Regions from separate parts of the Triticum aestivum genome. Here region 2 is linked to region 1. The links are chromatin contacts, called in public Hi-C maps. All regions are on one chromosome and are shown on one strand. The core of a region is the stretch at or near the end of the contact, and the rest is flanking DNA. Distances in the headings are between cores, read along the strand shown.

Region 1 (4,898 bases), core at 826-3,325:
TCCAAAACTACTCCGAGTAAAACTAGGACAACCCCAAATCCATGTTCAGCATACCTACTCCCAATATCACACGGAAGTGTGAAACGTAATGAACGTGAGTCCAGAAGACCAGAAACATCATCAGTTTGGTACCAACAGTCCCTACCACGCAAAGACTGGGCAACTTCTACTACGCATGATCCAACTTGGATCTACTTTTCTTCGCTAACCTCGTGTAACAATAAGCAAAATCATCATGATAGATCTGGTACAACTAATGAGAAACCTAACACCATCACACTTATGAATGAGCTGGAGGAGTATGAGGATTGAGGAGAGTTCTTACCGATGGGGTTGACATTGCCCCAGTAGGTCTCCACCTGAGGGTGCTGGAGGGGATCACCGTAGACCTCACTGGTGCTGGTGAGGAGGAACCTGGCGCCGATCCTCTTGGCCAGTCCAAGCATGTTGAGTGTACCAACCACATTGGTCTTGTGCCATCTCGAAGGTCAAGGATCACATTCACACATAGCATTTCCAAAGGAACACGCAATATTGCATCATAATAACTTGGTTGTTGGACTAAAACCTCCAAAAGGTGGTTGCAAAAGTACGCAACAGGAAGGTCATGTGAAGTGATCAGTAAGCAAAGTTGCTTAGCGGGGACAGCTCCCACTTGGATCTCACGTTTAAGCTGTACTCTCTTTATGTCAGAGTTAAGCTAGCTCTACAGCTCAACCAGATCCAAGCACAATGCGAGTTTGCTTTTGCTTTTGCCTTTTTCTCTCCTCCAATTACTGGATCATAAAGTAAAGTAAAGTAGACTGGTCTAGAGATGCCACATCTAGAAAATCTGATGATAGGACCAACTTTTGCTATGGCTGTGTGCATCATGTGATGCAGAGGCCTTGCTTGTTCTCCTATCAAGATTGGCAGATTTTACTAACCCAGCTGTTTGATTGAACAAAATGCTAGTAAATTTTATGGTGAAAACGGTAAATGGGATCAAGCTCTGGTCTTCCTGAACACCACGATGCGCAGAAAGCTCCAAAATTGACGGCGAAACGTGGCGCAAATCCCGAGCTCCACGCACCCAAAAATCCCCCTTGCAATCGCAGATTCCCAATCCAGAAATGCGCACGGGATTTACCCAGATGTGCAGCAAGCGGCAGAGCTGCGCAAAAGAACAGGACCCTTGTACCGCAAATATCTCCCACCCAGTAAAATGCAAGGAAATAAAAATTAGCGATCACGAGAAGCCAGGAAAAGTCAAACCATCGAGATCCAAGCAGTTGAAGTTTGAATGAATTAGAAGAAGAAAGGATATGATTGTCTTGACGGGGTTGTACTTGTAGTGGACGGGGGATGCGGGACAGGCGAGATGGTAGATCTGGTCGACCTCGAGGAGGATGGGCTCGACGACGTCGTGGCGGATCATCTCGAAGTTGGGGTTGCCGAAGTGGTGCATCACGTTCTCCTTGCGGCCCGTGAAGAGGTTGTCCACCACGATCACGCTGTCGCCGCGCGCCACCAGGCGGTCCACCAGGTGGCTGCCCACGAAGCCGGCGCCGCCGGTGACGAGGACGCGCAGCCCCTTGCGCTTCAGCCCCAGGGGCACCTTGCCGGCCACGAACTGGCGGCCCGGGTTGTGCGCCGCGGGGTCGACGGAGAAGCGGGTGAGCGCGCCGGAGACGGCGGCCGCGCGTCCGGAGGAGGAGTAGGGGGCGGCGGTGCCGGAGCCGGAGCCGGAGGGGGCGGCGAGGCAGAAGAGGGCCGCGGCGAAGAGCATGCCGACGAGGGCGAAGAGCGGGCGGTGCTCGGCCGCGGCGTAGCGGGCGGCGCGGGGCAGCCACGCGAGCGGCTTGGAGCTGGCGGGCTTCGCGGACGAATACTCGCCGGCGCCGGCGGCGCCCGCGGACGGGGACGCAGCCCCGCCACGGTACGTGAGCTCGGACGCCATCTCCGGCGGGCCGAGGCAAGAAGGACCCGGTGGCGTGGCCGGAGAAGTGTGGGGCCCCCCGTGTAAGAGGGAGCGCAGGGACCTCGCCGCAGGTTTGTGTCGGTAAGGGCGCGGGGTGAGGTGCGTGTCAGAGGTGGGAGAGGAGGTATTTATGCTGCGGGCGGGGTGGGAGGCGCCGCGTGGCCTGGTTGCCTCGTGGGACCCGACCCGTTGGAGCCGATCGAGATCGACGGTGCGGTGCGGTGCGGTGCTGCGTGGGAGGGAGGGGTTTGACTACGGGCAGGCCGGCGAGATTAGGTGGTGGTGCGGCGGCCGTGTGTGGCCTGATCGCCACGGTCTCAGTCGGCGGCTAGCTGGCCTGGGCTGCCGACCGGTTCTACAAAATTAACCTCTATAGTACTTCATCCGTTTCTTTAGGTATACATAGGTTTTTTTTTAGATACTCAGAAATTACCACCATAGAATGGTCTCAGAGAGGGTCCGTTTTCAATGTCATAGTATAATTTACTGCCATGTTTGAGGCGTACCAGGTCCAAGTTTAGAACAAAATGAATCATTTATCATCTCTAATTAGACGGTAAATGTACATTTGCATTGTTTCATATATAGGATTTGAAATGTCTTGAATTATTGCCATATCTGGGGCTATCATACCTAAGTTTAGACCAAAATGAATCATTTATCATCTTTAATTATATGATAAATGTGCATGTATTATTTCACATAGAGTTTGTGATGTCTTAATTTATACTGCCATGTTTTGCGCGTATCAGACCTAAGTTTAAACCAAATTGATTCATTTATCATTTTTAGTAAGAGACTCGTTGGGTTTTATTAAGCATGGCTAAGCATTTATAGTAGGGGTTAACTCAGAGACAAAAATAACTCCAATCATATGAATGAGCTCAACATATTGTCCTTTTTTTTTCCGACCGAGGTCACGTTGTCATGGTTAACCTCGCGGCGAACCTCGAGATGGACAACCTTGGTTTGAGAAACCTATAGAGCATTTCTGTTTCTAAAAATTTGTGAGTGTATTTTACAAGTATCTACTTTACGACATACAATAGTTTCACATAGGGTTTATATGATTTTAGTAGTGCATATTTTCCACGCCATGCAATGGTTTCGGAGATGGTTTTTAATGTCTTAGCTTACTATCATATTTCGCAAGTACCTGGTCTAAGTTTGGATCAAAATGGTCCATTTATCACCTTTAATTATTGATGGTGGAGATCTCTCGGCTGTTAAGGCGACAATTAGGCCTCTATACTCATACATAGGATGGTCTTGAGACGCCAACGGTTGGATATTCCCTCTCCAGTGATATTTTCAAGATTCACATGCCTATAAATCCGGTGTCCCTAAGCTGGAAGACTGATACGTCTCCAATGTATCTATAATTTTTGATTGCTTCATTCTATTATATTATCAATCTTGGATACTTTTTATGCAATTTTATATCATTTTGGGGTCTAACCAATTAACTCAGTGCCTAGTGTTAGTTGCTCTACTTGTTTTTGGTTTTTCGGAAAATCTGTACCAAATGGAGTGCAAACGCTATGAAAATTTTAGACGATTTTTTCTAGACATAAGAGACCCAGGAAGCTTTAGGAGAAGACCAGACAAGCAGCGAGGAGATGGCAAGGCAACAGGGCACGCCCCGCGGGTGGGGCGCGCCCTGGTGCCTTGTGGGCCCCATGATAACCCACAAGTATAGGGGATCGCAACAGTTTTCGAGGGTGGGGTATTCAACCCAAATTTATTGATTCGACACAAGGGGGGCCAAAGAATATTTGCAATTATTAGCAGTTGAGTTGTCAATTCAACCACACCTGGAGACTAAATATCTGCAGTAGAGTGATCAGTAGCACAGTAGTATGGTAATTTGATAGAAGTAGTAACGATAGCAATGGTAGTGGTAACAGTAGTAGCAATAGTTTTATAGCAGTTGTAACAATAGTAACAACAGTAGTAACTTAGCAAAGATCAACATGTGAAAAGCTCGTAGGTATTGGATCAGTGATAACGTTGGATAATATTCATCACATAATAGTCATGACCTAGGGCGACACAGAGCTAGCTCCAATTCATCAATGTAATGTATGCATGTATTCCGTATATAGTCATACGTGCTTATAATAAGAACTTGCATGACATCTTTTGTCCTCCCCTCCCGTGGCAGCGGGGTCCATAAGGAGACCAAGGGATATTAAGGCCTCCTTTTAATAGAGAACCGGAACAAAGCATTAACTCATAGTGAATACATGAACTCCTTAAACTACGGTAATCACCAGAAAGAATCCCAATTATTGTCACCTTGGGGGATGCGGATCATAACTCGTAGCAGGTGCATACAACTTGCAAGATCGGATCAAGAACACAAATATATTCATGAAAGCATAAAGGGCTCAGATCTGAAATCATGGCACTCGGGCCCTTGTGACAAGCATGAAGCATCGCAAAGTCATAGCAACATCAATCTCAGAACATAGTGGATACTAGGGATCAAGACCTAGCAAAACTAACTCGATTACATGATGAATCTCATCCAACCCATCACCGTCCAGCAAGCCTACAAGCAAATTACTCACTCCCAGCGGTGAGAATCATGAAAATGGTGATGGAGGATGGTTGATGATGACGAAGACGGAAGATCCCCCTCTCCGGAGCCCCGAACGAACTCCAGATCTAGCCTCTCGATAAAGAACAGGAGGTGGCGATGGCTTCGTATCGTAACGATGAGACTTCCTCTCTTCTTTTTCTTGGGAAATAGGAATTTATAGACTTGAGATTAGGGTCAGCGGAGCCACGTGGGCCCCACAAGGCACCAGGGCGCGCCCAGGGAGTGGGCGCCCCCTGGTGCCTTGTGGGCACAGGGTGGCCCCCTCCAGTGGGTCTTGGCTCCAGTATTTTTTATATATTTCAAAAAAAATCTCCAAAAAATTCATCCAATTCC
Region 2 (4,898 bases), core at 1,085-3,584, 250 kb after region 1:
CACTCCGTTAGTGACTGGCAAAAATAAGCGCGTAGGTGTGAGCTCGGCTCGGCTCAATCCCGCAACCCACGGCGTGTCGTGACGAGGCGTGGCGAGGCGGGCGGCGGAGAAGGAGTGCGCGAGGGCCTCTTATATTCTCAAGCTCCAATAGCTTGTAGAAGAGAAACCCTTATAAGGAGGTCCAACTCCTCTTCCACTTTCGGGGTGGGACTAAACTTCCCACTCCACCTAGTGCCAATAAACCCACATGGGCCCTTAGGGATTTTTCAGAAATTGCAATATGGGCCTAGAGCCCATCTCAAATTTCAGCATGCGGTGCCAAGGTTCGGTGGTGGTTCGGCAAGTGGCAATGGCGACGGCGAAGGTTTCATCTTGTGATGATGATGATAATGGAGTGACGATGGATGCGATGTCTTTTGGGTTGTGGCACGAAAACTACATTTAAATGTCGCAAAAGCTGTGTTTAAATTCTCGTAATTTGTGTTTTATTTATCAAAATCACGGCCAATTGCATTATTTGGTTTTACGGTTTGAGGGCTGAAATTGACTGCGCGCGGAACAGCGCAGGGATATTCTCTTTTACCGGTTGGGTTTGTGGGCGCTGTTCCGCCGCAGCCGATTTTGGCCATTATAACGTGTTTTTCTCAGCCCTTAAAATGGCTATACGGGTCGCAGTTTTAAGGTGTCTGCTAGAGTTGCTCTTAGAGCATATCTAGCAGATCCGTAAAAGGGCCGAGCCCGTATAATTCCGGTAAGTGTACGGGTTCGGCCCGTTTTTCTGGCTAGAATAGACACCGTATCCGCGGTCCGGCCCGTAAATATTTTACCGCGGTCCGCAAAAACTCTCTCCCTACCGCTATATATGCGATTTCACCGCTCAAATACGGGTCAAAGCCTATCCTCCTCCGCCGCCGCTCCGCCGCAATTCCCCTCCTCCTCTGTCGCGATTCCCCTCCTCCTCCGCCCAGTTTCTTGCCGCCAGTGAGCCTGAAAAAGCCATGGATGGCTACGGGAGCTCTGGGGATGACGCGGAGCGCCGCCGCCACGCCAGGTCCGACGCCGCACGCAAGCGGGGCGCCGGAGGTGGCTCAACCACGGTAGCCAGCCGGCGTCCGAACCCCGCGAGCTGGTCGAGTTCGAGCGCGAGCTCGCCCGCCGCCGCCACGCCTCCTCCGGCTCCTCTGCCGCGGGGAGCTCGTCCGTGGGCGCCTCGAGCTCGCGGCTCACTCCGGGGAAGAGAGAGCCGAAGGAGCTCGGGCCGCTCGCCGTCAAGCTCAAGGCCGACTCGCCGCCACGTCGAGGAGTGATCGGCCCCGAGGACTACCTCCCCCCAGGGCAGGAGGAGCACCTAGAGCGCGTCGTCATGGAGCGTGTCGGCGAGGAAGCAGGAGGAGGCCGAAGCACGCTACCGTGAGCTCGAGTACGGCAGATGTTCCTCCAGACGGGCGTCGCGGGCGCACGCGTCCAAGGAGGCGGACCTGCGCGTCATGAAGGCGGAGTAGGCCAAGTTCTTCATCGACCTCGACTCCTTCGACGAGGATTGAGCTCCTCCGGCTCCTTCGCTGCGTCGTCGCCGCCGCGAGCTCGTCGATTTTTGGTCCCGCAGATTCCCCCACTAGTATGATCAATGTGCTATGTAGATGAACTAATGTATGATCAATGTCGTTGCAAGTTTCTCCCGTGAATGCTTATTTTAAATTTTACAATTTCATATACGGTGTCTGATTTTAGCAGCGCACAAATTCGACCCGCAAATTTCATCTGTAGCGAACTGTAAATGCAGTTTGCAGGTCGGCATTATACGGTGTCTGATAGAGATCCTCTTGGGGCACCAAAAGACTTCCTGACCGGTACTTCTGTCAAAGTCTTGTGTGATCTTCCATGGGAATGGGATGGAAATCTACGAGAAAGCAGAGCAGTCAGCAGCTAGCACTCCGTACGTCGCGCGGGCGGCGACTAAATGGAATGAAATGAAATGAACACCTAAATCTGCCAAACCGCCACACCGTTTCAACCCGTCAATCTCCTTCTTGGCCGGATAAATTTGGACTCTGCGCTCCATGTCTGCATGCATGCATGCATGACTGATGGCGGCCATACTTCTCAGCGAGTTTCCTAGTCCAGTCCAGCTGTCCGAGTGTGGACGACCTACCTGGGTCTCTCACTGTGTGTGTACCTACCCAGCAACGAAGGAAGATTCCAAATGTTAGGCCGGCCCCGTGACCCCACGAAAGCGGCAGACCCTACTTCCTCGAAGAGGACTCTCGTATGCTATGGCACGCGCAAATGTTTGAACCCCGGGACTCCGTCTTCCGCCACGAGGGTGACCTGAACCACACTAGCACATGATAGGTGTGGCCGCTCAAGTGAACGCCAGAATAAGAGTCCAACGATCGGCAGGACGCCAAAGGGGTCCAGCGATGCGTAGATTTTTCTCAGGAGTCGTCGTGCCGTAGACGACGGGCGTCGGCGTCGGCGTCGGCAAATTGTGCATCCGCAAGGCAGGGGCAAAATGGACAAAATAGCCCAAAGGCACGAAAGTAATTTGGAAAACAAACTCTCGTCGAATCTATTTCACAAACTTCAACCCTTTTAGGTACTAGCTCTCAACACATAATCGCTATGCCACACGGGTAACCCTTGAGGCATGGGTGCTACACAATGTAGCACCCGAGTCATGACGCTACATTGTGAGCATAGCTCCTCCGTGTCAGGCGCTATATTGTGTAGCATAGCGCCTTCGTCTATGTGTTGGACGCTATCTGAAAGGGTTATTTCTGTGAAATAATTTCGTTCAGATTTTTTTTTAAATTACTTTCGGCTTTGGGTTATTTTTGTACATTTTACCCAAGGCATGCATTGCAGGGTACCAATAATGGGATGGGACGAACAACACAAACCACAAGCAAAAAATCATCCACGCTTTTGCATGCAGTGAAGGGTCACTCTGGATCAGCAACTTACTTTGTACTCCTATTATTTTTTATTTTACGGGGGTGCCTTTTTGGAGCAAACATATGCTTGTGCCATGCGTGTTGGTGTTGGTGCTCACGCCGGGCGTGAGACGGTGTATGCGTGAATGAATGATCATGAGGCGGCACCGTGCTTGTGTCCCCCCATCCCCATGTGGATCATGTGGTGTGAGCTGTGCCCCCATGCCTCCATCACGTTGCTGCACTTGCCCGTGCCTGTGACTAGGCTCCTTTCCCGCTTCAATTTTCTTTTCTGGACGACCTTCAACCATGGGGACTGGCAGGCTTGTGTGTGTATCTCCCCTTCTGGGCTGGGCTGGGGAGGAAGAAACCTGAGGCCATTTTGCTGCTTTGGGCTCATTATGGTGAGGGCCGTGCTGGCAGCTCTGCCAAAACGAGCCGGCGATTCGTGGCATTTCCTATTCGATGCCTTCAGCGCTCATTAACGTACATGCTGTTAACTGATGAAGGCGCTCTTACCTGGGCCGGTGCAGGCGACAGGCTTCAAACTTGTAATCTCTGGATTTGAAGGAAAGCACAGCAACCACTAGTCTATCCCACCCATTGGGAAATACTTGTTTTTTTTTCTTTCTTCAGTTCGTGGTTTTTTCTCCTGACATTTTTATTGGGTTTTTCTTTTACCATTTTCTTTTCTTCCTTCTTTTTCTTTTATATTAAATGCGTGGATTCATTTCAAATTCATGAATTTTTTTCTCCAAAATCTATGGATATTTTCACAACCGCCTTGCAATCTTGCGCCGCATAGAGTCGATGAAGGTATAAGTCGCCTGCTAATATAAGTGCTTCGCTACATGCCAGAATTTTGAGCGTTCCAGAGTAATCCCCTTGAAACCCACCGTCGACACCTCCAGGTAAACACCCTAGTGATCGTGGCAGATTGCCCCAATTGCTCCCTTGACTACATGCCTTGAGATCGCTCCATCAACGTTGAGCTTTGCGAAGTTCCCAGGCAGTGGTAACCATTGAGCAGGTTGTTGCGTTCTCATTCTGCTCGTGGGCCTAAACTTAAATGCTAAAGGCACATGCCTAGCTGCAGCGCTCCTCGTTGATTCGAGCCATCTTGTAAAGAGTGATTCCACATGAAATAAATAACATTTTTCTTATTTTTTTGGAACTTGCCACACCCTGCTTTATGTATTAGATCGCCTATATGTATCAATGAATACAAAAAAAAGAAAAAAGAAAAACTCTGAAGCTTATTTGGCATTTGCATATTTTTGTTTCTTATTGGATTTTATTGCCTTAGTAGGCAACTAAAATTTTCTAATTCAATTTGTGCCAAATAATACTACCACATTCTTGTACGATGTAAGTAACCCTAAATAATTTTATTAGGATTTAACTTTAAGAAATCTAACTGCAAATAATAATTGTTCTAAAACCTTATAAACAACGGTACAAATATAAGTACAATTTGCTATATAAATAAACCATTAAAAATCATATCTAAAGTCTATACCATCCTAGAACAACACGTAAAGTAAAAATATTTTTTTGGAGGGAATTAAATATATATTGTGAGGATATATATGTGTATATGTGTGTGTGTGTGTGCATGTATTTTCCATAAAAAAGTATATGCATGTATTTTTACAAATAATATTTTGAGGATATATCTCATTGTTGAATTAAATACATGCATATACATTTTACATGAGAAAAAATATTTAAAAAATAAAAAATAAAAAACCACAAAAAAGTGGAACGAAAACCGGAAAAAGAACCGACAAAACCGGCCCAGCCCACCAGCGGGGTACAAGAATTGGCTCTCGGCGGGGCGCGTGGGGGCTCCATTCAAATGGTGCATATTTTCTCCGGAAGCTTCTAGTACTCTCTCAAAGGTTCCCTCCTCTCAACTCGGACCTCTGATTCCTGGTTGGTCTGGCGTCGCGCATACATGTACGG

What was found. A called contact is a pair of places that touch in the nucleus more often than the background predicts.
Region 2: a contact with region 1 is called in a Hi-C map of leaf, with 7 times the contacts expected there. The contact joins the enhancer-like site here to the promoter of LOC123181774 in region 1. A contact is called at or near these places in 4 of 5 Hi-C or Micro-C datasets (leaf and an unstated tissue) and 1 of 1 datasets of contacts at active chromatin or transcription factors (leaf).

What each region holds. Positions count from the first base shown.
Region 1 is chr1D:322,246,183-322,251,080 of IWGSC CS RefSeq v2.1, forward strand. It overlaps LOC123181774 (UDP-glucuronic acid decarboxylase 2), which reads right to left and starts at 2,076. Exons shown (of 6, transcript XM_044594107.1): 1 at 1,307-2,076; 2 at 326-473. The coding sequence starts at 1,939.
Region 2 is chr1D:322,492,452-322,497,349 of IWGSC CS RefSeq v2.1, forward strand. No RefSeq gene overlaps it. Among protein-coding and RNA genes, the nearest start is that of LOC123181777, 7.9 kb to the right of the region's middle. Within about 2 kb of position 2,335, at least 6 of the 8 cell types and tissues checked have an H3K27ac peak or open chromatin away from gene starts, as enhancers often do. A contact at or near this core is called in leaf, where this site is marked.